Linked DNA regions of Mus musculus: regions 1, 2, 3, 4, 6 and 7 are each linked to region 5. The links are chromatin contacts, called in public HiChIP or PLAC-seq and promoter capture Hi-C maps. All regions are on one chromosome and are shown on one strand. The core of a region is the stretch at or near the end of the contact, and the rest is flanking DNA. Distances in the headings are between cores, read along the strand shown.

Region 1 (3,614 bases), core at 236-2,735, 970 kb before region 5:
TTTGTTTGCTTGAGACAGGGTTCCTCTGTGTAGCCCTGGCTGTCCTGGAACCTCACTCTGTAGACCAGGCTGGCCTCGAACTCAGAAATCCACCTTCCTCTGCCTCCTGAGTGCATGTGCCACCACTACTCGGCTCCTGTCTTATTTCATTAACTAGAATTACAGGACATTAGACAATGTATCCTTTGTTCTATTCCTGACTTTGATGGGATTGTTTCTAAATTTAGTTGTAAAGATTTACATTTAAAGACAAGTCATTACAATATTCTTAAATTCCTGGAAAACTCTAATTTCTAAATTAAGAACATTTGTCAAATTTTATGAAATCTTAAATACACTTTAAATGGTCAGTTCGTGTTTAATTAACACACAATGTAAATGACAGTCCTTGAAAAATGTGGTACTTCTTCCAAAGAAAAAACAAGCTGGGGTCAACCACCCAGCTTCTCCACCACACCATCTCTCAGAGCAATTGACAACCAAAGCCTCTACAAGGACACTGCTTTGGGGAAAGGGGCGTGAACCCGTCACCTTCCGAGCAGGCGTTGACTTCAGAAAGTACAGCTGTAAGTTAAGTCCACCCTGACACAGACTCCTGCCGCCTTTTCTTGGGTGTGAGACTTTTCTTGCTCAAAGTCGAGCTTCAACTCGGTCTACGGAACTTAGGGCAGCCGCCCTGCCCCTCGGCAGGTACCAGTTCCCATTACTGTCACCTGTCTTCCAGCTGTCAAAACTTCTTGCAAAGTGTCACACTACTTACGAAGGCTAACGCGGGAGGCTGGACCAGACCGCGGCGCTCACCGTTGTCCCCAGAGCCGACGCGGGCCGTAGACGTCCCCCCGTGGTGGTCCTCATGCCGGCCCGGGACCCTCGGGTTGCGGCGCGGCTCAGCGGCCCGCTCCCGAGCGCTGCAGGCGGGCGCGCGGAGGGCCCGCGCCGCGGCCCATGGCCGGCTCCCCAGCCCGCGGGAAGGAAGCCTCTCGACAAACTGCCGCTTTCTCTTGTCAGCCAGCGGGGGGAGCCGAGATATGCCAAGTCCACGTCCAAGAAAACAAGTCGGGCGACGCCGAGGACGCTTGGCGGGGACGCCGCTCCGGAAGCCGACTGTCGAGCTGGGCGCTCCTCAGCAGTCTGGAGCTCCCGCCCCGAGCGCGGGCTCGCGGGCAACCGGGGCCTCTTCTGCCCCGGGCTGGGACCGAGACTGGCTTCCAGGCCGCGCCAGGGTCAGTCAGGGCAGCAACCGGACTCCAACACCTATCCGCCCGGGACCTCAGGCTCGGCAACGGCCCGGGGCCCGCGCCTGCCTAACAGCCGTAACGGAAGCAGCGGGAAAGACTGGAAATGAGTCTAGAGTCCCGGAAGCGAGCGGGCAGCACAGTCGGCTCCCTTTCGCGCTAGTCCGGCCGCGCCGCCTCCGCCGCCGCTGCTTTGGACCGCGGATGCTTCGTTGTCACGAGCCGGAGGGGAGGGGGGAGGCGGGAGCTTGGAGTCTCTGGGCTTCGACGCGCTGAGAGCGCGGCGCTCAAGTCACGTGCCTCCAAGCAGTCCAATGGACGGCCGCGGCGCGGTGACGTCAGCGCATCCGCTAGGCGGATGACAGCAAACACCCGTCACGTGGTCAGGCCAACTCCAATGGGCGGTGCCGCGGCGACCTGAAGTTCCCGGCTGCCCGTGCGGCGGCGGTGGTTGGGTGGTAAGATGGCGGCTGTGAGTCTGCGGCTCGGCGACTTGGTGTGGTGAGTCCTGGCGACCAGCGCTGAACGAAAGACGGCGCGAAGCTGCTTTTCCTGGTCGCAGGGTTGCCAGCTGGCCCAGGAGTAGTTTTATTATGCACTCCGGACGGCGGAGAGTGGGGAAGAGGAGGTGCCGCCGCGGTGTGAACGACGCTTGAGCGGAAGAGGCTGTCCGGTCCCCGGGGGACCGAGGCCGAGAGGGGCCGCGGCGGTCCCTGCTCTGAACCCTGAGGCCATCCCAGGGGAGGGTTACGGCTCTAGAACTCTGGCTCCAGCTGCCACTGCAGAGAACTCTGGCGTGGCGTGGAGTCCCAGGGTCTCTCCGGACCTCCTCTCAAAGCAGGAGAGGATACCTTGCTAGAGACAGAGCCGTCCATACCCGCGTTCGGTTGGGACAGACGTGGGCTCGAGGCTTGGTTCCAGGTGGCGAAATCCGACTGCCCGGCGCTGCCCCATGAAGAAACCGAGGGGAGGGTGACTTCTCCTTTGCAAATGATGGCTAGGCGGTGATCCAGTGCCTCTCGTTCTGTTCCTTGTGTCCCCTGCAACAGCCAAAACCAAGAGTGACCATTGTCTCCTTGGAACTGCGTAGTTTCCCTACCTAGAGGAAGGTTTCCATGATCATTTGTCAAAGGAAAGCCGATCATGGGGTGAATTAAATCAGTCTTAGGGAAGTCTGTGTTTACAGAGAGAAGTTTCCAACACTCTCCCAGGGAGGTACCAGACCAGTGACGTCCTGATGGTTTTGTTTTTCTATGTTCCTTCTCGGGAAGAGTGCACAGATCTCAGGCACACACACACACACACACACACACACACACATATATATATATATACAGTTTTGTATGTAATATGTGAGGGCCCTGAGCCCAGCTGTGAAAGACCCATCTGGTTTGCCTGCTTTTGTTCTGGCCCTTTTGTTCAGCCTAGAGTTAGAAGCATAGATTGCTTGTTGAGTGGGCTGAAGGAGATGGACTGGCTTTTCCAGGGCAAGTTCTGACTGTTTGTATTATTTTCTCTAGGGGGAAACTGGGCCGGTATCCTCCCTGGCCAGGAAAGGTGAGTGCATTGTTGGTTTTAAAAGAAGGTAGTTGAAGCTAAGGGAGAGGGTTAACATGTTGAATTTCCTCCATTCTCTAACACTGACTTAAAATGGGCTCATTTTGATAAAATGTAGTGTTTTGCCTCCAGTTATCAGTCGGTTTTGAAAGTTATAGCATAAACCAGAGTGTTTAAATATGAGGTAATCACTTCAGTCAGAGGGCTTGTGAAATTGGTTGGTTTTTTATCTTGGAAATCAATTGTAATCAAAATGTAGCATGCTAAAATCTAAGGATGAAGAAACAGATTCTCCAGGAAGAGGGAAGTCTAAATGTAGGTTAGTGAAAAGCTAAAGTATTTTTGTCCCAACTAAGTTTAAATCTTCTTCCCCTGTTACCATATGTGCTGCTCCAGTGCATCTCTGCAGAAGATGGCATTCCAGATTTTTCAAGAGGTGGTCCATCATAGCTTTCCAAATGTTCTGGCTTTTTAGTCTTGCTAGGAATCCAGGAAATGTCTGAAGACTCTTTGCAATATGGTATTTCCTGTGCCTTGGTGGTCCCCTATTTTCACTGCTTCCTGTCTTAACTCTTGCTACCCACAACAAAAGTATTTTAAAGAATATTTTCTGTTTCTTCATTAATCACATCACATGGAGGGAGGGGTGATGTTGCTGTTAGTTTTAACTGTTTCTATGCCACGAGTCATTGCAATAAGACTATCTGTTGGACAATATACTACCTGTTGGCTATGGAGAATTTAAAGAATATTTACATATTTCTTCATATCACAATAGCAAAGTCCCATCTATGGGACAAGTATAGAGCCCTGGTTTGCTTT
Region 2 (3,498 bases), core at 700-3,199, 860 kb before region 5:
ACCTCAGAAAGATGTGGCCATGGCACTCAGAAGCAACATGAGCATCAGAGGAATGGCTTTATTATTGTCTTCTTCCTTCCTCAGCTTCACAGAGGCCCCCATGGGGAAAACAAAATCATGTGGGGCACAGCCATTCTGAAACCAAACCACAGTTCATACACCAAGAACAAAATCTAACAGAGAAATCCAACAAGCACCCAAATAAACATCTTGCCCCACGCTGGGTCAGGCTCTGGGCTAAGGGAAAGAAGGGTTGGTCTAACGTGGGTCATCTCTGTTGGGCAAAACCCATGACCAGTCCAGGATCTGTGTTCCAACCAAGTGGTTGCCTTCGAAGAATGGGCTCTAGCTGGGACTCCACTAGTCATGAACAGACTCGCACAGGACAGTTTGAGCCCTGGGATGGGTGAGAGCATCTTCAGCTTGAAAAGTTAGGCCCAGGCCCACCCCCACTGACCAACCTGAGAGTGTAGCTAGGTCCCAGGGACTGCTTGGGACAGTAATGATGAACAGCTGCCTGCATGTCCCTTGCAGTCAGAAGGGATGCAAAAGCAAACACACTAGAAGGCACGCGTCTCGGGAATTCCAGGGCCTGTGGGCAGAGACAGCCAAGGGAGGGCAGGGACCTGCACAAGAAGCACCTCAGGATGAGGGCGGGAGCAGCTTTTCTAGAGCCTTCTTCTGCTTCTCTGTTGCTGAGGCCAAGGCCTCGGCCAGCTTTTCCGAGGGCATCATGTTGAGTACCTTAAGGGCAAATAGAAGTTGATATTTGGCAGTGCTGACGAAGGCGTTGCTCAGAAAGTTAGGAAAGCCGCCTACTCGATCCTTCTGTGTGTACAGTGGGACCCGTACAAGGCCCAGGACCTGTGGGACAGAGGGCATGAGTGGGGCTGGGCTCTTCTTGTAGAGGCAGGACCCTGGCAGAGATGCCTGTCAGCCACCAGTTTGCCAAAGAAACAGGGGAGACCCAGGCAGGGTCTGGCCAGGCCAGGCTGGTGGCAGTAAAGTGCCTTCTCTCCAAGTTCCAAGGTCAATCCTATGCACTCCCCACCCTGTCTGGCAGCAACCCCCATGATCCCTGGTTTCACTCCATGCCCCTTAGACCACAGAATCTACAAATCCCCCAATTTCCTCTCAGGAGATAATCCCAAACACTGCATGCAACCCGGTCTTTTTGGTCTCAATTTCCCAAGCAGGCCCTGTTCATCCCTTCCAGTGACCCCAAGCCCCACTCCCAGGATTGACAATGGCAGACAAGGCAAATGAAAACAGCCCATGATCCAGATCCCAAGTCCCTTTTCCCACCCAGCATAGCCAGGGTGAGGACCCTGAGGGGTACTTGTTACCCAAGGTGCCTTCTGTGGTGCCAGAGCCAAACCTCAGGAGTGGGAATGGGGGCGGGCCCCAGGCAGTAGCCCCACCTCCAGACCGTGGTCCCGTGAGTGCACAGCGCTGATCTCCACAGCATGCAGTTGTTCCAATGTCAGCTGCCGTGCGTACAGATGTGCCACCACACGGTGTGGACCCTCAGTCAGGTGTGAACTCAGGTAATCAGCTTCGGTAAGGCGTAGGCCGCCCAGGCCCAGGCCCAGCACCCGATTCAAGCCATCCTCCAGCGACCAGAAGCGCCGGTCCACGAAACCCCCGGGAAAGCCTAGCAGCCCGTCGAAGCGCATCTGCATCTGCAAGGTAAGCTTGGTCAGGACGTGGGGTCCACTGGGCGTCCCAAGCCTGTATCCGCCCTGCTTGCCCGCCCAGCTCCTCACCAGCACTGAGAAACGCATGGGGATACGTCCGAAAAGCTGCCCGGGGTTGGCGGCGTATAGCATGGCGTGGCATGAATGACTCCAGCCGGGCCCCAAGCGCATTGCTTCCTCCCGACTGATCTGTTTCAGCTCCGGAACCGTCGTGGTCGACATCTTGATGTGCTCCAGGCCCACTGCCCAAACGAGCATGCGCGACCCCGCCCACAACACCAGACCCAATCCTCGTGCTTCCACGTGCATAAAGCCCGCCTCCACCAGTCCTGTGCTTCTGGGGTTGAACCCAGGAAAGACCCTGGCGGAGGCGGGGTGGGGTGGGGGTGGAGTTATGTAGTTCGCCACCCTCCAAGTTGCAGAGGAGACCCCACAACCACCAGAAAACTACAGCTACCAAGACGCACCGCACGGAGACCAGGTTGTCCTAAGCAGGTAGGTACACTGATTATCAAGACGTGTCAGTCTCCAGTCCCGAACATCCCTGAGAGGGCATCTGAAGTCTCAATATCCACCTCATCCATGAGGGGGCTGGTTTTCCCCTGAGCTTCACCCAGAGCTTGTGGCTCCACTGCCTATGAAATCATGCCTTAAAAAACTTAAATGTCTAAGTGACTCCAGCTCAAGTGACAGGGGACCTAAGCCTTACTTATGCTTTGCCCCTCTCTGGCACATTGATTAATGTTCAGTAAACATCACAGGAGTTGGGATGGGTATAAGAACTAGGACCACCTGCCCACCTAGAGGCTAAGATTCATCAATTGCCCAGTGGAGGTGAGCCAAATTCCAAGTCCAGTTTCAGACACAGCAAGCAACAAAATAGCAATAAACCATTGTCTATGTTTGGAGGGGGCACTCACTGCCCCTCTCACACAAGCAAATGAAGGCAGCAACAAAACCTGTCAGGAGTTCTGCCAGAAACCACTCTAGTGTCCTGTCACTACACCAAAAGCCAACAATGCTGCTGCCTACATAGTGCTGTGCCAGAACAAAGGCACACATAGAATATTGCTGCATGATTTTATTACTATAAATATACAGTAAAAATGAACCCAAACTAGCCAATCAGAGTACATCAGATGATAGTACATGTGAGTCTGAGACAGGTAAGTGTGTAGGCTGCACCCCATCTTTCAAAGTACTGGCACCAGTGCCACGGCCAGAGGCCAGGATGTTGGCAGGTGAGAAGTGGGGGAGTGAGCATGCACATGCTGACATGTGTGCACATATGTGCATTCAGCAAGAGAGAGAGATGGATGTGCAGAGCTGTGCTAGGAAGGAGCAGGGTTAGAGTCAGAGCTCGAGCAGCCCTGAGCCTAAAGGGGTCTCCATGCACTGCTACAGGCTGTCACCTGGGTGAGTGGCAGGGCAGTTCCTTAAGCTGAGGTCCCTCTACCAACCCACCAGGGAGCTGCACTGCCTGGGGCACCTCTGCTCTGGGGCCACTCATGGGCCACTTCTGCCTTGGAAACAAAGTATCACTAGGAGCCTGCTTCTAGGTGGGCTCTGACAGGAGCCTTAGACAATCAATCAGTAAGAAGCTTACAGGCCAGGTAACTGGCAACGGATCTGCTATGGAAGCTGCTCAGGCTCCTCCCTGGCAGGTGGTGGGCAGTGCTGCCCTGCAAGCACAAACCGCCACCTTGGCAGCGGGTGAGGATGTGAGTGAAGCAGGACCTGTGCGGGGGAACTGGACATTGACCACTGCTAAGGACTGTGGTGTTAACAGTCTGACTACCCA
Region 3 (3,290 bases), core at 235-2,734, 710 kb before region 5:
AGTTAACAATGCACAGGATCCATATGTCCATGAATAAACGTGAAAATACAAGTATTGATTTTGGAATAATATGTTACTGGTCAGATGAAATGTGCAGTACAAAACCCGTGACCAATGAAACTCAGTTGTAGTTCTAATGCTTAAAACTCCTCAAATTGTGATGTCTCCCTGCCTGTAATCCCAGCACTTGACAGACTGAGCGGTAGGAGGATGGTTGTGAGCCTGAAAGACTCAGAGGAACACCCTGCCTAAACATACAAAAGGATCCGTGAGATGGCTCATGGGTCTTTGCCATTTTGGAAGACCTGAGTGAGAACCAAAGCCCACATGCTGGAAGGAGGCCTGACTCCTGAAAGTTGCCCTTTGACATACATGCGTGCCTCACACACACACAAATACAAAAGAAAAAGAAGAGAGCTTTAGTTTCCATGTGCAATAAATCCAAACTTCATTGATGACCTTGGTGCTGTCTTCCAGTCTTCACCTTGCTGGCCAAAGTGCCTTTCAAAAGTTCATCTATACCAGTCTTCTTTCTTTTCTTTCTTTTTTTTTTTGTTTTTGTTTTTTTTTGTTGTTGTTGTTGTTTGTTTTTTGGAGACAGAGTTCTCTGTATAGCCCTGGCTGTCCTGGAACTCACTCTGTAGACCAGGCTGGCCTCGAACTAAGAAACCTGCCTGCCTCTGCCTCCCGAGGGCTGGGATTAAAGGCGTGCGCCACGACTGCCAGTCTCTTTCTTTACTTCACACCTCATCCCAACATAGCCTTTCCTACCTTCCCTACTCAGAGGCAACACTCTAATTCTGTTGGGACATCCTGTTGCTTTCCTTTGAGATGCTGGTCATTTTGTGGCTTATTTGTGTATTGTCTGTCAGAGTGGAATCTGTGTGAGGGCAGGGACAGCTGGTGTGGTTCACAGCTTCATGAAAGCCCAGGCAGCTTAGGGCAAGGGTGGTAGCTCTCCCTCAACTCTTGGGGTGCGCAGCACGCCTGGCTGGCTGGCCTGAGGGAGCGCTAGCACCACCATCTTTCTTTCGAGCCTTTCCCCCCCCCATCATAAAGGCCTGGGGAACTACCACTCGTTCGTCTCCCACCCGCAACGGGCCTCCACTGACGTCATCCAAGCTCATTGCGTGAGGCGCGAAGCCCCGCCCTAAGGCGAGAGGCCAGGAGGTTGGGCCTTTCTCCACAGCCTTGCGGTTCCCTCTGGACAGCTACGGGGCTGAGGCAGCCTTTCCTGCGGCAGCGCTTGGCCGGTGAGGGGCTGGAACTGACGGTGAGTCACCTCTGAGACTTCCAAGCGGCTTCCGAAGGGACCCCTCTCACACGCCGAGGCGGGGGCTAGGCTTCGAAACCCTCCGCCCGCGTGACCTAGCCCGCCGAGCTCCGCCCTCACCCGCCGCGCGGTGGGTGCCGGGAGCTGTAGGCTCCCGCCTCAGGGAATGCTGCGGGTGCGCCGAAAGACTACAAATTCCAGGGTCCTCTCGGTGCGGGGGCGGTGAGTGCTGCGAGTCCTCTGGTAGAGGGGCTCCTCGGAGCAGCGGGCCGGACCACTGCAGATCTCTGTCCCTCTGGCCTCAGGCTTCTGGATTTCGAGGTAAACGGGCCTGGGTTGTCGTGGTGGAGTCCGTTCCCTCCGAAACGCCACGCAAAATCAGGGCAGTTGATTTCGGCGTGGCTGCAGCTGCGGGGCTGCGAGGGCTAGCATTCCAGGGCCCCGAGCGAACTGGGCCTGCAGACAGGGGATATCAGCCAGAGAAGGGCCAGCCCACTCGGGTGATTATCACGCCTTTCTACTTTTCTGTAAGCGACGGCTGTACGAGCCATTTTCCTCGGGGTATGGAGGGTTGAGGAACGGCGATCGGTCGGGGAGGATCCCTGAGGTAAGCCTCAGAGACCCGCGGGTGACCTTGGCGGTCCTGGAGGAGGCCGTCTCGCCCTCTTTCCCCCGCCGGTTTGCAGGTCTAGACTTGGCTCTACGTGGCGCTCCGGCAGGACGTTAGGAAGGCGAGGGGCTGGCGAAGCCCCAAGCCATCCAGGACCTTGGAGAAGGTGGGTCTCCTGGGACCTCTCAACAGGTGTCAAGGAAGATGGAGTGATCAGGATAGGATCCTCTGTATCAGAAAGACCTGGACTTTCCCCATTCCCCAGGATCTGATTTGAGTATTTATGGGGTAAGGCCCAGAAATCTGCATTTAGTAAGCTCTCCAGAAATTCTCATGCACACTTGGAACTGAGAATCTGTGTCTTGGGAGTAAGGATCAGGGACTTTGGGGAGAGGGCATGCAGTAGTTTTTATATCAGTTTTGTAGTGTACTCCAAACAGGGCATTTTCTGGGCAAATAGGACTGCTCTTTCTGGTCCTTAGCTTGTTGGTGCTGACCAGAGTTGGGTGGGAAGAAAGAGGTGAACATGTCTGCTCTTCTTGCTCTCTGCTCATAATAAGAAAGATATTTTTGGTCACTCACTATCTCAAAGACCTCCTCTACCTTGACATTAGTTAGGAAAAATTCAAAGCATACAAAAACCGTTGAACTTTACAGTGCACACCTATGGACTACCACCTAGAATGTACAATTAATATCTTTATTGGGTACTTATCCTTCAGTCTTTTATTTTCATGCCAAAGTACATGCAGATAATAGTATATTTCCATTCCTAGTAAAGCTTACATATTATTAACTAGACTTAGAAATCTTGTTGCTTATTGATTTTTTTTTTCCCCTTGGCTATTTGAAAATCAGTCTGCCTCCCAGTCCTGACGATCCAAAGGGTTTTGGAGGGTTTCTATAGGATGTGTTTTTAGAACCAGGAAAGACCTTTACATGGATGTTGAGAAGGTAGCTGACCAGAAGAAAGAGGGAATGTGTAAAGAACACTTCAGGGGACAAAACTGTTTTGAGAGAGAGAAAATGGAATGTGTCCCAGAGGCCTGGTTGTCCCAGCAGATTATGCTGGCAATAATTAAAGTGAGTTGTCTGCTTGTTCAGTCCTTGGCCTTGTTCTCTTGGCTCTTTTGTATGTTTCAAGCTTGCCCATTTTGAACCTACTGGTGCCATGGATGTTTTTTAAGCTTTAGAACAGGGTTGAAGTGCACAGTTGGTGACCTCATAGTTACAGCTTTGAGTCCCACAGGCCTTTGTAATTGGCTCCATAGCTATGAACACCAGTCTGTCACACACTCTCTTCATTTGAAAGGGAGAAGAGACTGGCTCTGTGAAACTCTCTGTCTTGTAAGTAAAAGATCTTCTAGTGAGACATAGCATGTATGGAGTTCTCCAGAGTTCTTGGTC
Region 4 (3,405 bases), core at 332-2,831, 890 kb before region 5:
GAGTTCTGGCAAACCCAGAGAGAAGCCTGGAAGAAGTGGATACCCAGAAGTAATCCCAGACACTGATGAGTGAAAATAAAGTCCATAGACCAAAGTGGGGTCTGTAGAGGAGTGCCCGAAGCTGTCCTTGCCCAGGCTGGCAGTTAATATCCAGGAGAAAGCTCTTGCTCACCAGGGACGAGTCTGAATCCAGAGATGGAAGCTGGTTTTTGGCAGCCTCAAGGATGGCATCCCAGGGAGAAACTGGCAAGGACATCACTGCTTTGTCTTTGGATGTCATGGGGGCCAGGACTCAAAGGACACCGTCTGTCATCATCAAGGAGTCCTGTGGAGCACACAAGGTGAGGTGGCAGTGTCTGGGTGTTCAAGGAGAAACTAGCATTGGTAGCCTTCCCAAAGCCTTGATCAGCTGTAGATGAAAATGCACCCGCAAAAATTCTAGTTTCTACCCATTTCCTTCTGGTTCTGCAAACTTATGTCACTTGGTAGCAGGACTGTATGTGTGGGTATGTGCAGTCATGAGTGCACAAGATGGTGGTGTCCTCTACTGCTCTCATAGAGGATCACAATTCAGTTTCCAAAACCACAACTACTTGCAACTTTAACCTCAGGGAGAGCCCGTCTCTGGCGTCCACTCGTATCTGCACTGGAGTACACATACCCACCTTCACACCCATACACATAATTAAAATACAAACTAATTCATTAATATAATTAAAAATAATCTTTAGAATTAGAGGTTTAAGATCCATTATTCAAGAGATTTTTTTTTTTAGTCATCACTCAAATGAGTCTCTATAATCCAGTCGCTGGCTCAGCTCCACCTTTTATATCTCACCCTAAAGAAAACACGTTCAGTCCTCAGGGGCAGAGGGACTTTAGGATTGTGGGTGAAGGCCTAGCAAGCGGACCAAGCAGATCAGCTAACGGTGCCAAACCAGAGCTGCGTCAGAGGAGTGAGTGGGGTCTTAGGGCATTTGAGCAAGGACGGGTGCTTGGCTGTCCTGAATTGGGAACCACAGGTGGAGACGCTTTTGGTATACGCACCAAAAGATGTTTCCTACCAGGGGCTTTGGCGGTAGGACACAGAATCACCGAAGTGAAGGGGGCCGCCCAGGACTGATCGTCCTTTAGGTGTGCAAGGCGGGGAGGGTTGAAGGAAGGCTTGACCCGCAGAGGAAAGAGCATGGAGGAGCTCAGAAGACCGAGCGGCTCAGTGTTTCTCCTCAAAGCCAGTTGGCCCCGCCTCGCCCCGCCCCGCGCCAGGCGTCGTTGTCAAGGGAACTGGAAGGCAGCGGGACGAGGCAGTCCGTGCTAGAGCCGAGGGGAGGGTCTCATTCCCTGCCACCCGCAGCCAGGACCCACCCATCGTCGCGTGGGTTTCCGCGGTCTCCCACTTGCCTCAGCCGCTCCGCCCGCCCACTTGCCTTGTCCCCGTGCTGAGTACGGCCACCCACGGCGGCCTGGCGACTCGCCGCCTGCCTCTCTGCCTCAGGATTGGCTCCCGAGCGAATGGGCCGGTATCTGCCATCTCATGGGCTGCTGTGGCGTGTCAATAACAGAACGTCCGTCACCTTCCCGGGATGCTCTGCGCCGTGCGAGGATTACTTCCGGGGTGGGCCGGGCGCAGGGCTGTCGGCCGGTGAGGGGCGAGCCGCTGTCGCTGGAGGGTGGCCCGGGAACCTGAGGCCTTGCAAGGTAGGCCGGGCCGCGGCAGGGCCCTCTGAGAGGTGGGGCCCAAGGCGCCCTGAGTCTGCTCGGGTGGGCAGCCCTGGCGTTTGCCTGTCGCAGGGTTTGGGGACACGGGCCCGCCGCCGTGGTGCTAAACTAAGGGGTCACGCGAGGTGTCGGCCAGACTGCTGAGCCACACGGGAGCCTGCGGTCGTGCATAGTCGCCGGGACCGCTAGGGTCGGAACTGCGTCGTACATTTGGGCTGCAGGGGCTCCCTCGAGGCCTTCATGGATCTCTTGGAGGAATGACAGTTGCCTCCAGAATAGAATTTTTTTTAAAACTAAGATTTAAGAATTTTAAGAATAACTTATCAGGGCTGCAACTGAAATTCTGAGAGAGAGAGGTGCAGAAGACATAGAAACTTTTATTTTACTTGAATCGATTTTTTGGGGGTGTTGGTTTTTTGAGATTGTGGGCGTGTCTCACTGTGTAGACCAGGCTGGCCACAGACTCACTGAGATCTACCTCCCAGATGCTGAGATTAAAGGCCGGTGCCACTACGCTGGCGGGTTGGATGTTTTTAGTGTAAGCATCTAATGTTACCCAGGTTGTCCTTGAACTCAAAGGCGGTCCTATTGTCTCAGCCCCCCAAGAGCTGGAGTTGCAGGTGTGAGTTCTTCCAGGGTTCTGCTAATCCGCCTATGGTTTCCAGTTTGGGGAAGCACGTGTCCATTCTGTTGGTTCAGACTAGGTTAGGTGCTACTTGAGCGCAGGCCTTGCAGCAGGAGAAGCTGGTGTTTCCAGGATACAGGCCTTGTTTTCACCTTACCAGCCCACACACATCACTCATCGTGAGACTGGCAAACTGTTGTATGTTGTCCTTTTTATAACTTTTAAAAGTAAACTTATGTCCTTGCAAGTTGTGTATATATAGTGCTTATCACTGAGATAGATCCTCAACAATCTTTCTACTTTTTAAAAACATATTTGTTTTAATCTAAGTACACTGTAGTTGTCTGGTGATTGTGAGCCATGTGGTTGCTGGGATTTGAACTCAGGACCTTCAGAAGAGCAGTCAGTGCTCTTGACTGCTGAGCCATCTCTCCAGCCCATCTTTCTACTTTTAAAATATTTTAGTCTCACTAAGTTGCCCAGGCAGGCTTGGGATTTGACTCTTCTGCCTCGTCTGGAAGTTGTGCTGCCAGGCCCAGCTTTCACCAACACAGGATAATGCTAGAGTGTTTAAGGGCCTCGAGGGAATTAGTACCTTCTGGGTCATACTTCCTTCGGGCTTCCTTCTGGGTTCACCAGAACTCTTGAGTATGGATATTGTGGTGCTCTGTATCCTTGAGGCCACTCCTGTGGTGGTCTTGACCCCGAGATGGGACCCAGGTGGGTTCAGTGCCAAAGCCCGGGTCTTCCCACCCTGCTGTTCTACTCTTGACTCTGTTGGGTCAGGTTAGGGTCAGTTCCAACCTCAGCGTAATAACCTTGCCAGAGCACTGCGATATTGTCCCGGAAGGACTCAGCCACTTAAAGTGGCTTGGGATCACTGAGGTGGCCCCCACCAATGCTTAGTACCAGTGACCATTTATCTACGTATGTGGCACAGGCCTTTAATCTCAGCAAAGACAAGTGTATCTGTGCCATCAAGTTTAGTCTGGCCTACACATTGAGTTCTAAGTCATCCAGGGCTACACAGTGGGACCTTGTCTCAAAACAAAACAGTGGCC
Region 5 (3,493 bases), core at 682-3,181:
GTTAGGCAACCACTACAGTTTGTGCTAGAGTGTAAATGGCCCTTGGAATTTTGTGGGATGTCATTTCCCTTGGTAATGCATGGGTTCCAAACTGGTTTCCTGGTGGGCCACAGGTGGGCCTAGATAGAGTTGGTTTCCCTGGAATGTAAGAAGTTTATACTGGGCAGAACCTACATCCCCATTCTTAACTAAAGCCCAGATTCCCCTTCCTTTACTAAATGTCACTTCTCCTTTCTTAATATTCTCAAGCCATATCTACAGAAGAGTTCTACAGATGAGTATGTCATTTCTGGTTTGTTTGTTTGTTTGTTTGTTTGTTTGTTTTTTCCGAGACAGGGTTTCTCTGTATAGCCTTGGCTGTCCTGGAACTCACTTTGTAGACCAGGCTGGCCTCGAACTCAGAAATCTGCCTGCCTCTGCCTCCCGAGTGCTGGGATTAAAGGTGTTGCACCACCACGCCCGGCTGAGTATGTCATTTCTGACTGAAGAGATGATTCCAGAATGGAGAATTAAAAGAATGAAACCTCGAGGATTAGTATCAAGAGAAGCTATTCTGTGTGATGACTGGGACTCAGGCAGATTAGAGGAGGTAATACAGAACCTGGGGGCAGAAGCTAGAACTGTGAGGATCTAAGGGTGACCATGGAAAAAGACACTAGGGAGCAGGGGTGGGGCTGGTTGTGGAGGATGTGGGCCCAGCAGGAGCAGAACTGGCTGGGGGTTAGGGGTAGGAATTGTGAGGTGTTCAGGTGCTCTCTCCACCTTATATTGAAACATGGCCTTTTACTGAACATGGGACATCAGAATCAGATTGGTTGGCTAGCAAAACCCAAGGATTCTCTTGTTTCTGTCTCCCCAGCACTGAGATCACAGGCACACAGTGCTCTGTCAATTTCTTGGGGTTATCAGGGCAACAGGCACTTTAAATACAGAGCCTGTATTAAAGTTTGGCCTCATATCTGCCCATTCTTATCTATTTTCCATCTATAAAGTCAATGTGGGAGCAATCCTTGTCAACCTAGAACAGTAACTAAACATTCCCTATACCAAAACTTCAAGTCTATTCTGGATCCAGGAATTAACTGCTCTTGCTACTAGTGTCTGCTAACAAGCTAGATAATCGCTCTAATGTTTTAGTAAAATCTGATCATAGGAAAATGTATCTGGTGTGTGTCAGAATCAAGCGAGAACCTGTCAGAAAGGTCCTCGCTGGGCCTTACTCTGAGGTTAGGACCGGGACAAGCGACCTGCTCTGGAGGCGGCTGGAGTTTGGATTAAACTTTAGAGGGCCGGGCGTGGTGGTGCAAGCCTTTAATCCCAGCACTTGGGAGGCAGAGGCAGGTGGATTTCTGAGTTCGAGGCCAGCCTGGTCTACAAAGTGAGTTCCAGGACAGCCAGGGCTATACAGAGAAACCCTGTCTCGAAAAACAAAAACAAAAAAACAAAAAAACAAAAAAAAAAAAAAAAAAAAAAACTTTAGAGACAAGGTTTGTGGCCTGGATCCCCAAACAAGCTTCCAGTAGGGAGAAAGTCACAATAAACGGGTAAGTCCAAAGGTGTTGGTTACTGAGCTCACGTTTTGGCGAATAACAGTCAAACCTAAAATTTGTCAAAGTGTAGGTTTTGGCATTGCTGTAAGAGTTTTTCAGTGGATCCACACTCCAGCTGGGTAGTGCCATCTCGAGAATGGGATGCTCCCGCCTAGGGACCGCCAGCACCGCGGGCCGGGGACACTATAACCCTCACACGCACAATGCAAGGGATCAGCGACCTTGTCACTGAGATCCAAGGTCAAAAAGTACAGTCTTCAGGGCCCCCGCGCTGCGGTTTGCTGCGTTCCCGTTCTCGCACAGGCAACGCCTTGGACAGCCCGTCGCGCGCCATGACGTCACTGAGCCGCCCCCGCGGAAGGCCCCCTCATCACTCTGTTAGGCTGTTAGCCACACTTGGGAAAGGAAGCATGGCGTGCGAGCTGCGAGCTGTGTTGCTGTGGGGCCGCGGGCTGCAGACTGTACTGCGGGCCCCCGCGCTGGCTGGAGTTCGGCGAGGTGAGCGCGGCACGAGAGCGCAGAGGCGGCGTCTGAGGCTGTGTGCACACTCTTAGACCGGCGGGAGGCCGCACTGCGCCGGAGCTGCTAAGTGGGGCGGGGAGTAGGACCTTGTGGTCGCTTTTGGGGAGCCGAGTCACGGGCAGCCACAGCCTGCTCTCGTCAGTCCCTGGTAGTCCTGATTGCAGACGCTCCCGCGCTTGGGTTGACAAGTTCGTTGCACGCGGCTGTTCACAAGCTCAGCTCTCGCAGAAGTCAAGCCCTGGGGTAACTACGGTGAGCAAAACCAACGGTTACCCAGGACTTCAGGGAGCCAGTGAACTCCGCGTGTTTGATCCCTGGAATTGAAAGAGAAAGGAAAGGAGAGAGAATAACCTTAATCTATACTTTCCCACCCCGCACTCATGTAACAGTGAAGATGTTAGCGTTACATACACTTAAATTATACGTATTTACAGCTATTTTTACATAAAAGGGCTCAAGTCAAGAATTAACTGCGAAAGAATATTAAAGCTTCTGGCATTCATTACATTTATGTTTCGCATAAACATAGCTTCCCAATGGCTTTCCGAAGTTTTGTCGCTCTCATCCTCCACTAAATGTTCTCTTGGCCACAAATATCGTTACAGTGTTTAACAGATTTGAGTGAGCGATTGCTTAAATCTTTAGGAACATGTTTTCGGTTTCAGAATTTGCCCTTTTATTTCTGTATTAGCTAATCTGCCAAACTTCACCTCAGTTTTTTATTGGGTGTGGGGAGGGTGACAGGGTTTCACCATATATGTTCCGCCTGGCCAGGGTGGTCACAAACTCACAGAGATTCATCTGCCTCTGCTCCCCAGAGTGGTAGGATTAAAGTGTGCCACAGTGCCTGGTGCTCAAAATACTTTTGTCTGTATATGTGTCCTCTAGTAGCAAAACTGATTTACCCATAGTATCTTTTCCAACATTTGAGTATGTCTCAAACCAAAACAACAAAAAAAGAGCCCCCAAAGGCAGTTTGTGCTTGGCTTGCATAGGCCCTGAATTGGTCCCCAGTGCCACGGAGAATACTAAAAAAAAAAAGAGCTCTGTGTAGAAGACATCTCTTGTGATTTCTATCTACAGAGAAGCTGGTTTTACTTAACAGTGGATCCGTATCTTCTCTGATTTCTTGTGTATCTTTGCATCATGTTCTGCAAACACCTTCTCAACCTTGGCTGGTTTGCTCAGTCTGTTCCCAAAGTTGACTCTGGAGTCTAGCTCAAGTTTTTTATTTGCAACATTGGTGCTCCTTTTCACCGACTTTGCCTGCTGCTGTGGTGGCACTAATTCTCCCTGGGTCTTAGGTGGAGAAAATACATACATAGTATCCATTTCCTATTGGAGAGATTGCCACTTCATTAAAGATTTCAGCCTGCTTCCTTGTGTTCCTTCTGGGAAGTATCAGCTATCAAGAACCCCGT
Region 6 (3,536 bases), core at 693-3,192, 800 kb before region 5:
GTCTTGTACACAGAGTACCAGGCCTTTTGCTAGGTCTGTCATGCTCATCCATCCCACACTGCACAGTGAGGAGAGTTCCCACACAAGAGTGGAACTTCGAAGAAACAACAGTCAAAAATGCCATCCAGGTCTGTCTGGCTACAACCTACCCACCTTCCTTCAGACTTTGTTACAGTCTCCATGGCAACAGTGAAATCAGAGCGGCCTTTTACTGTGATCTCCATGTGTGCTGGTTTTGCCTATAATAATGCACATGCATAGTTGGGCGTGGTGGCACACACCTTTAATCCCAGCACTTGGGAGGCAGAGGCAGGCGGATTTCTGAGTTCAGAGTGAGTTCCAGGACAGCCAGGGCTACACAGAGAAACCCTGTCTCGAAAACAAACAAACAAAAGCACATGCATGATGCTTCCTAGAAATAAAGGCATATTCTCAGCAAAAGCAAAAAAATTGGGGTACTGTTGATATGCAAAGACTACTGCTGAGTGTTTCTCCAAAAGGCAGCAAAGAGGCTGAAATCTTACTTCGTGTGGACAGATGGGCAAAACGTCTAAGAAAGGGAGACACTCACTAGTCCCGCTGCTACCCATAAACTAAACTCGCAGCTATAACTCAGAGCCTTCCAAGCTCCCCGTCCTCGTTTCTTCCTCCTTTTCTTCCTATCTAAGGATCTTTCAGTCCCACCTCCTTCCCATCTTCCTCCAGCCACCCGATCGGAGAGCCCCTAGGAGTGAAGGGCAAGATAGAACTCCATTTCCCTAGGTATCAACTGGGCCCCACACCTTTACGGCCTCAGCGGTCCTAGCGAGAACAAAGGATCAGGTGTATCAAAACGTCTCAAGAGCCCGCAGTTGGCTTCCGAGGCCTGCGCTTACTTCCTCGGGGCAGTGTCGCTATAATGAAGCTTTCGGACCTAACGCCTCCCCTCCCGGCTGGTTCTACAGGGGGCCAGGTCAAAGGTGAGGCCAGTGAGAGCAAAGAACCCGGGCAACGTCTCTCAGCCGAGAAGACAACGCCAGCCCTCTCCTCCCCCCAGCTTCTGGGCGACTCTTCCACGTCCGACCGGCCACTCTACCAACCGCGACGTCAGCCGGAAGTGGCATGTGCGGGGCTGTAAACACCGCCTGCGAAATCACGCACCCAGCTCCCGACCCCGCCCCCACGCCACGTGATGCGCCCGCCCCCGCCGCCGCCTCATTGGGCGGCCAGCTTTGTTTACCTTATATGGCCAGGTCCTAACACCCCGTGACGGCCCATTGGTACAGTCGCGACCTCACTCAGGTGACGTCACTGGGACAGAAAGATGCAAATAAACCGGGGCATTGTGGGAATGGCAGTCGTGGCCGTTTCTGTACGTGCTCCGCGCGGTCCTTTTGCCAGCAGGCTGCTGGAAGTTTTTCTTTTGCGTGGGAAAGTGGGAGTTGAAAGAAAGGGGACGCCAAGGCTCCGGAGCAGGGGCTGTCTTTTTTTTTTTTTTTTTTTTTTTTTTTTTTTTTAAGACGCTCTTCCTGCACGACTGGCCAAGAGTTAGGCAAAGATGCCTTGCGAGCTCTGGAATGCTTCCAGGAGGTGGTGATTTCTAGCAGCGCCTTGAAAGGCAGATGCTCTGCGATACCGAGCGTTTTCTAAGTCTCAGGATTTTAGGAGTGTTTCAGCCTAGGGCAGTGGAGTAGGACCAAAGCTATCAGAGAGTCCCCTAAGAGCGCGCCTATTAATATTGTGATGCTAAGCACAGCAGCACACAGGACCTCCAGGGCCCAGTGATAAGGCAAGCTTGTGCAATGGTCCCTGGTTCGCAACTTCGCCTCTCAGCCTGGGGCACGGGCTGCGCGCCCCACTGAGATCGCTCGGGAGAGGGCGTCCACGCTCCTTCCCGGTCCGTTCGGCGGGGGCGTCGCGGACTACACATCCCAGCATGCTTCGCCGGCCGCGGGGCAGCGAGGCGCGGTGAGTCAGAGCGCACAGTAAATATTTGTATTAGCCGGGGCCGGCTCGCTAATGGTGGACGCGTGAGGCTAGCGCGCAGGGAGGCCGGAGCGGGCTGCACGGCGGCGCCATGTCCGTGAACATGGACGAGCTCAAACACCAGGTCATGATCAACCAGTTCGTGCTGACGGCGGGCTGTGCGGCCGATCAGGCGAAGCAACTGCTACAAGCGGCCCACTGGCAGTTCGAGGTGCGTAGGGGAACCGGGGACGGGCGCGGGCGGTGTGGACACGTGCCGGGGTGCCGGCTGCGGGCATCACCGACCGCCAGGCCAGAGCCCCGGAAACCCCGCTATCAGGACTGGATACCCTCCCCCAACACCCCCCCCCCCCCGGTCCCGGTAACGGCTGAGGAGGAGACAGCCGCCTGGAAGACGCCCAGGGCCGTGCCGGAGGCGGAGTCGCTTGGAGAGAGCGGTCTCAGGGTCGGTGTGCCGGGTGGGCGGTTTGCGGGAGTGCGCACACGTACATGTGGATTTGTATTTACGCACGCACCGCGCTTGGGCGTCAGCAGGGCACATCGAAGGTTGTGGGCATGTGGGCGCGTGTGCGGACTCAAAGCCCGTCTCGAGTGCGTGTCTGATACAGGATACCTTTGTGTCATGTTTGGTGTGTGTGTGCAGCGTGTACATAGGTGGTGGTTTGCTGATGGTAATCGTGCTGGGTATGGTGCGGTGTATGTTCATATACGTCATGGAGTGTATGGGTGGTGTGCTGGATCCTCAGAGTAAATTACGAGAGTCTGTATGTGTGTAGCCCACTCCAAAGGTGTCACCGGGGCGGGATCCTTATGAAGACCTGGGTATCCTCGGGCCTGACAAAGGAACCTGTATCTTGGGATGGTGTACTGTATACGGTTCACTTATTTTAGGGCATTTTAGACAGAAGATGGGAAGGTCAGTCTGGCTCTCATCTACTCCCAGGTTTCTCTTGACCGGTAGGATTATGTGCCCAGTCTTTTGTGTTACTAAGATGCCTCTGTTCCTCTAACTCAAAACCCCACATTCACCACTTGTGGGTATCGAGATGAGACTCTCTGGCTTGTAGCTGTGTGGGTACATGTGTGAGTCACAACCAGAGCCAGTCTAGTATTCTGTGCCCAGTTGGAGACCCCAGAGCTTGGCTTCCCAGTGGGAACCATCCCATTTTCAGTAGGAAAAGCCAGGAAGTGGAGACCAAGGCTTAACTTCCTGGTGCAGGATCAGAACCTCCCCAGGCTGGGAAGACTGTAGCCCTTCCAGCTCTGGATACCAAGCCTTCGATCTGTTTATCTACTCCCTGCTAGACTTCCAGGCCAATGTCCCTATGCAAGAGAGGGAAGGCTTCTTCCTTTAGCCTGGATTTGCTTACCCCTGGAGGTAGCAGTGCTTGTCAGCCTCTGAGGCCTGAACGCTCTGCCTTCTGTCCCCTCCCCCTGCAGCCCCACCCCAGGGAAGTGCCTTACTGCTCAGCTCTGCAACAGTCTTAATCTGCCCTGTTGTCTCTTGGGTTGGATGTGGTAAAACTTGTAAAACCACATTCATGGCAGTTGCTGGAGCCCAGTGGCTCTGC
Region 7 (3,161 bases), core at 371-2,870, 940 kb before region 5:
AGCCCCCTTCTGGTCAAGAGACTGGAGGGACTAGAATTGACAGGGAGCACTGGAAGCTTTCAACTTCCCCAGGACAGAGACTGGCCCCCACTGGGCCCCTGAAAGGAGAGGCCCCTCAGCCATCATGAACCAACAGATTCCCTGAGGAGGCTCTGTGGATCACCAGCTGAGGAGGATTTTCCTGTAGACACTACCATTACACCGCAGCTCCCAGAGTGTCTCTGTGAACTGAAGAGAGACCAGCATAGCCACATAGACCCCTCTTCAGGGGGAGCAGAGTCTACAGTCTTCTGTCCTGAGCCTGTTCCTCCCAGGAGGTTTCATTTGGATTTGCATTCCAGCCCAAGGGAAGGGGCCGTAAGGGCCTTGGGAGCAGTGAAGTGTATGGGCGGCTCCTTCCTGTTTCCATTACGCCAGGCTCTTGAGCTGGGCTACCTGTTCAGCCTGCTCTACACAGGTCCCCTGCATGTCCCTCTTCCCCTTTTCCTTCCATGGAGATATTTCTGTCCCATCCTCTTTTGACCCAGCCCCAGCCTGATCAACACCAATAATAAGCATTTCCTAGATGAGCATTTCCTAGGCTGGGCTTTTGATGAGGAACCTTACTTCTGCCAGTGGTTCCAAGTTCTGGGTTTTTTGGGACTTGAAGCATTTCTCCTTGAAGAGGGGACCAGAGAGGCTTAGAATGTCACACGAGAGGAATCACCCGAGGAAGCCTTCCTCCTCATGAGTTTGGATTTTCAAAGCCACGATTTAACTTTTCCATCTGGGATAAGGATCTCAGGACATGGGCACGGGGCAGGGGATGCTTGTGGAGTTCAGTGCAATTGTCCATTCACTGGGATGCTGAACAGTTTCTGTCTGGACACAGCCTGTCTTGGTCCTGGGGGCTGGGGGTGGGGAAGATGCTGTAAGAAAACCGGTTAGTCAATGTTGTCTTAATATTGTTGACAATTCTGTAAAGTTCCTTTTTATGACTATTTCTGTTTAAGCTATTTCACCTTTCATTTTGAAACCCTTTCCTTTTATGGAGAAAATGTGACACTGTGGAAATGCTTGTAAGAAAGCCCCTACTCCCGCTTTTCCTTGAAATGACAGATCTAGGTGATTACGGTTGTGAATTTTTATTTTCACTTTGTTTTTAATGAACATTTGTCTTTCAGAATAGGATTGTGTGATAATGTTTAAATGGCAAAAAAACAAAACATGATTTTGTGCAATTAACAAAGCTACTGCAAGAAAAAAAAATAAAACATTTCTTGGTACCATAACTGTATCATTGTACCCAAATGCTAGGGGGACCTAGGTAGGAGCCAACTCACCTGATTCTTTCCCGGTGGAACCCTGGGCGGGCTCCATCTAGCCGGACAATACTGGAATAACTTGATGGACGGCCCCGCCGACCAATCAGTGGTGGCCAAAGCCCGGGTCCCTGCTGAAAAACAGGGATTGAGGCGGGCGGATAGAAGGCGAGGCGTGGCCTATCCGTCTAGCCACTCACCAGCCAGGACTAGAAGCTACAGCCAGTCGCTTGAGGCGTAGCCGGCTTGAGGGCGGAGCTTGTGCCCTATTTGCCAATCGGTCACGGGAGGAGGCGAAAAAGGGGCGGGCGTTGCGCGCCAAGCTCCTGACTACAGACCTCAGAGACGGTGCGCGGCTAGGAGGATGGCGACCGCGATGGCTGCGAGCGCCGCGGAGCGGGCAGTACTGGTGGGACGCGCTCGGCGGGCAGGGGGCGGCGGGCGGCCAGCCGACCGGCGGCGGGGATGGGATGGGTTTGACGCCGCGCTGTCCGCAGGAGGAGGAGTTTCGCTGGTTACTGCACGCTGAGGTGCACGCCGTGCTGAGACAGCTGCAGGACATCCTCAAGGTAACGCTCCCGCTGGTCCCGCCCGGCCTGCCATCCTTCCTATCCACCGGGTCCTGCCAATCGCACACAGCAGATGCTGAGCGTGACCCGTGCAGATACCCACTTCTGAGAGTACAGTTCAGACGCAGACATGCTGGCATGTAATTACACAAGCAGTGGGCACCAGGTCTTGAGTGTGAACTATCTTCGAAACTGACATTTATCTGTGAGCAAGCAGGGTAGTGGTGAAAGCTTGTGATTTCAGCACTCGGAAGAGTGAGGCTAGAGGTTCATGAGTTAGAAGCCAGCCTTAGGCTCCATTGTGAAACACTGTCTCAAACAAAACAGTCTCAAAACAACACTGATAATCCGAGCTCTGAAGTGATCTCAGCCAAGTTACCCGGATTTCTGAGCCTGTTCCCTTACCCTAACCAGGCTCACACGTCTGTTTGTGAAGATAAATAAACTATCTCACAGAATGCCTAGGACAGTAACCTAGCAAAGCCTGTTACTGTGACTACTGATTGTCTGATTCGGGGACTCTGCTCCCCACACATATCACAGCACTCCAGCTTTCTAGGCACTGTGCCTCTCTGTTCTGTGTTCCACCTGGCTGCTCATGATATACTCAGGACTGGAATGAACGGGTCTGAGCTCATAAAATCTTGGAGGTTTAGTAGGGCAGAGGCAGAGGGGCCAGGTCAGGCCTGCCCTCCTCGTCCCTTCCCCTGCTAACCTGGCAAAGTATCCAGGCCTTGGAATGGAACACTGGCCAGACTGAGGTGAGGTGTTGGGACTGCGCTGTCTTCCACAGGAGGCCTCTCTCCGCTTCACTCTCCCAGGCCCCAGCACCGAGGGCCCTGCCAAGCAGGAGAACTTCATCCTGGGCAGCTGTGGGTGAGCTGGGTTGGGCAGGAGCCTTTGGAAGGGGTGTACACCTGGGGGGAGGAAATGCCCAGGGTACGGTGGGGCAGCCTGCAAGGGGAGGGAGCAGTAGCAGGCGCTCCTCTGACTCGTGTGTGTTACAGCACAGACCAGGTGAAAGGGACTCTGACTCTGCAAGGGGATGCCCTCAGCCAAGCGGTGAGTCCCCCAACAGTCCAGCTGGTGACAAGGATGGTGATGGCTTAGCTCTGCCACCAGCTAGCTCTGTGACCCTGGCTCTGACCCTTGTTGTCTCTGACCTGTTTCCTTGTATGTCTGTAATGTCACAGGCAACCCTCACACTACCTCATGAGATAGGCTTTAGATCCCAGGAGGGGAAGGACAAGAACCTGATGGCATTACACTTAGTTCAGCCTGGCATCTGGAC

What was found. Promoter capture Hi-C pulls out the DNA fragments that hold promoters and counts their contacts. HiChIP or PLAC-seq counts read pairs in DNA pulled down with a chosen protein or histone mark.
Region 1: a promoter capture Hi-C map of liver shows a contact between it and region 5, with 5 times the contacts expected there. The contact joins the promoter of Ubn1 here to the promoter of Trap1 in region 5. A contact is called at or near these places in 7 of 39 promoter capture datasets (cranial neural crest, frontonasal cranial neural crest, hematopoietic stem and progenitor cells and 3 more), 2 of 484 Hi-C or Micro-C datasets (pre-B cells and regulatory T cells), 5 of 115 datasets of contacts at active chromatin or transcription factors (astrocytes, bone marrow-derived macrophages, double positive thymocytes and 2 more) and 2 of 9 other capture datasets (adipose tissue and liver).
Region 2: a contact with region 5 is called in a promoter capture Hi-C map of pre-B cells, with 6 times the contacts expected there. The contact joins the promoter of Nudt16l1 here to the promoter of Trap1 in region 5. A contact is called at or near these places in 4 of 39 promoter capture datasets (cranial neural crest, liver and pre-B cells), 1 of 115 datasets of contacts at active chromatin or transcription factors (pancreatic cancer cells) and 1 of 9 other capture datasets (adipose tissue).
Region 3: a contact with region 5 is called in a promoter capture Hi-C map of pre-B cells, with 4 times the contacts expected there. The contact joins the promoter of Cdip1 here to the promoter of Trap1 in region 5. A contact is called at or near these places in 5 of 39 promoter capture datasets (cranial neural crest, hippocampal neurons, liver and 2 more), 1 of 484 Hi-C or Micro-C datasets (regulatory T cells), 1 of 115 datasets of contacts at active chromatin or transcription factors (memory CD8 T cells) and 1 of 9 other capture datasets (adipose tissue).
Region 4: a FOXA1 HiChIP or PLAC-seq map of pancreatic cancer cells shows a contact between it and region 5. The contact joins the promoter of Anks3 here to the promoter of Trap1 in region 5. A contact is called at or near these places in 5 of 115 datasets of contacts at active chromatin or transcription factors (bone marrow-derived macrophages, double positive thymocytes, memory CD8 T cells and 2 more) and 1 of 9 other capture datasets (liver).
Region 6: a promoter capture Hi-C map of pre-B cells shows a contact between it and region 5, with 6 times the contacts expected there. The contact joins the promoter of Ubald1 here to the promoter of Trap1 in region 5. A contact is called at or near these places in 5 of 39 promoter capture datasets (the C10 cell line, cranial neural crest, liver and 1 more), 1 of 484 Hi-C or Micro-C datasets (CD4 T cells) and 3 of 115 datasets of contacts at active chromatin or transcription factors (memory CD8 T cells, pancreatic cancer cells and regulatory T cell precursor).
Region 7: a contact with region 5 is called in a promoter capture Hi-C map of pre-B cells, with 4 times the contacts expected there. The contact joins the promoter of Rogdi here to the promoter of Trap1 in region 5. A contact is called at or near these places in 4 of 39 promoter capture datasets (liver, pre-B cells and stem cell-derived epiblast-like cells), 1 of 115 datasets of contacts at active chromatin or transcription factors (effector CD8 T cells) and 3 of 9 other capture datasets (adipose tissue, liver and macrophages).

What each region holds. Positions count from the first base shown.
Region 1 is chr16:5,047,928-5,051,541 of GRCm38.p6, reverse strand. Ubn1 (ubinuclein 1) reads right to left here and starts at 1,485. Exons shown (of 19, transcript NM_026666.4): 1 at 761-1,485. It overlaps Glyr1 (glyoxylate reductase 1 homolog (Arabidopsis)), which reads left to right and starts at 1,632. Exons shown (of 16, transcript NM_001079814.1): 1 at 1,632-1,736; 2 at 2,756-2,792. The coding sequence starts at 1,699.
Region 2 is chr16:4,937,562-4,941,059 of GRCm38.p6, reverse strand. It overlaps Nudt16l1 (nudix (nucleoside diphosphate linked moiety X)-type motif 16-like 1), which reads right to left and starts at 1,949. Exons shown (of 3, transcript NM_025839.4): 1 at 1,767-1,949; 2 at 1,422-1,682; 3 at 32-864. The coding sequence starts at 1,919. The coding sequence ends at 643. Mgrn1 (mahogunin, ring finger 1) reads right to left here. Exons shown (of 17, transcript NM_029657.4): 17 at 2,764-3,498. It overlaps Gm16861 (predicted gene, 16861), which reads left to right and starts at 1,475. Exons shown (of 3, transcript NR_037666.1): 1 at 1,475-1,689; 2 at 1,896-2,192.
Region 3 is chr16:4,788,135-4,791,424 of GRCm38.p6, reverse strand. Cdip1 (cell death inducing Trp53 target 1) reads left to right here and starts at 1,484. Exons shown (of 6, transcript NM_025670.5): 1 at 1,484-1,594.
Region 4 is chr16:4,962,413-4,965,817 of GRCm38.p6, reverse strand. Anks3 (ankyrin repeat and sterile alpha motif domain containing 3) reads left to right here and starts at 1,581. Exons shown (of 17, transcript NM_028301.4): 1 at 1,581-1,698. It also overlaps 4930451G09Rik.
Region 5 is chr16:4,076,248-4,079,740 of GRCm38.p6, reverse strand. It overlaps Trap1 (TNF receptor-associated protein 1), which reads left to right and starts at 1,931. Exons shown (of 18, transcript NM_026508.2): 1 at 1,931-2,048. The coding sequence starts at 1,961.
Region 6 is chr16:4,878,257-4,881,792 of GRCm38.p6, reverse strand. Ubald1 (UBA-like domain containing 1) reads left to right here and starts at 1,942. Exons shown (of 3, transcript NM_145359.2): 1 at 1,942-2,176. The coding sequence starts at 2,057.
Region 7 is chr16:5,012,012-5,015,172 of GRCm38.p6, reverse strand. Rogdi (rogdi homolog) reads left to right here and starts at 1,620. Exons shown (of 11, transcript NM_133185.2): 1 at 1,620-1,710; 2 at 1,799-1,870; 3 at 2,664-2,746; 4 at 2,878-2,932. The coding sequence starts at 1,666. It overlaps Glyr1 (glyoxylate reductase 1 homolog (Arabidopsis)), which reads left to right. Exons shown (of 16, transcript NM_001079814.1): 16 at 1-1,271.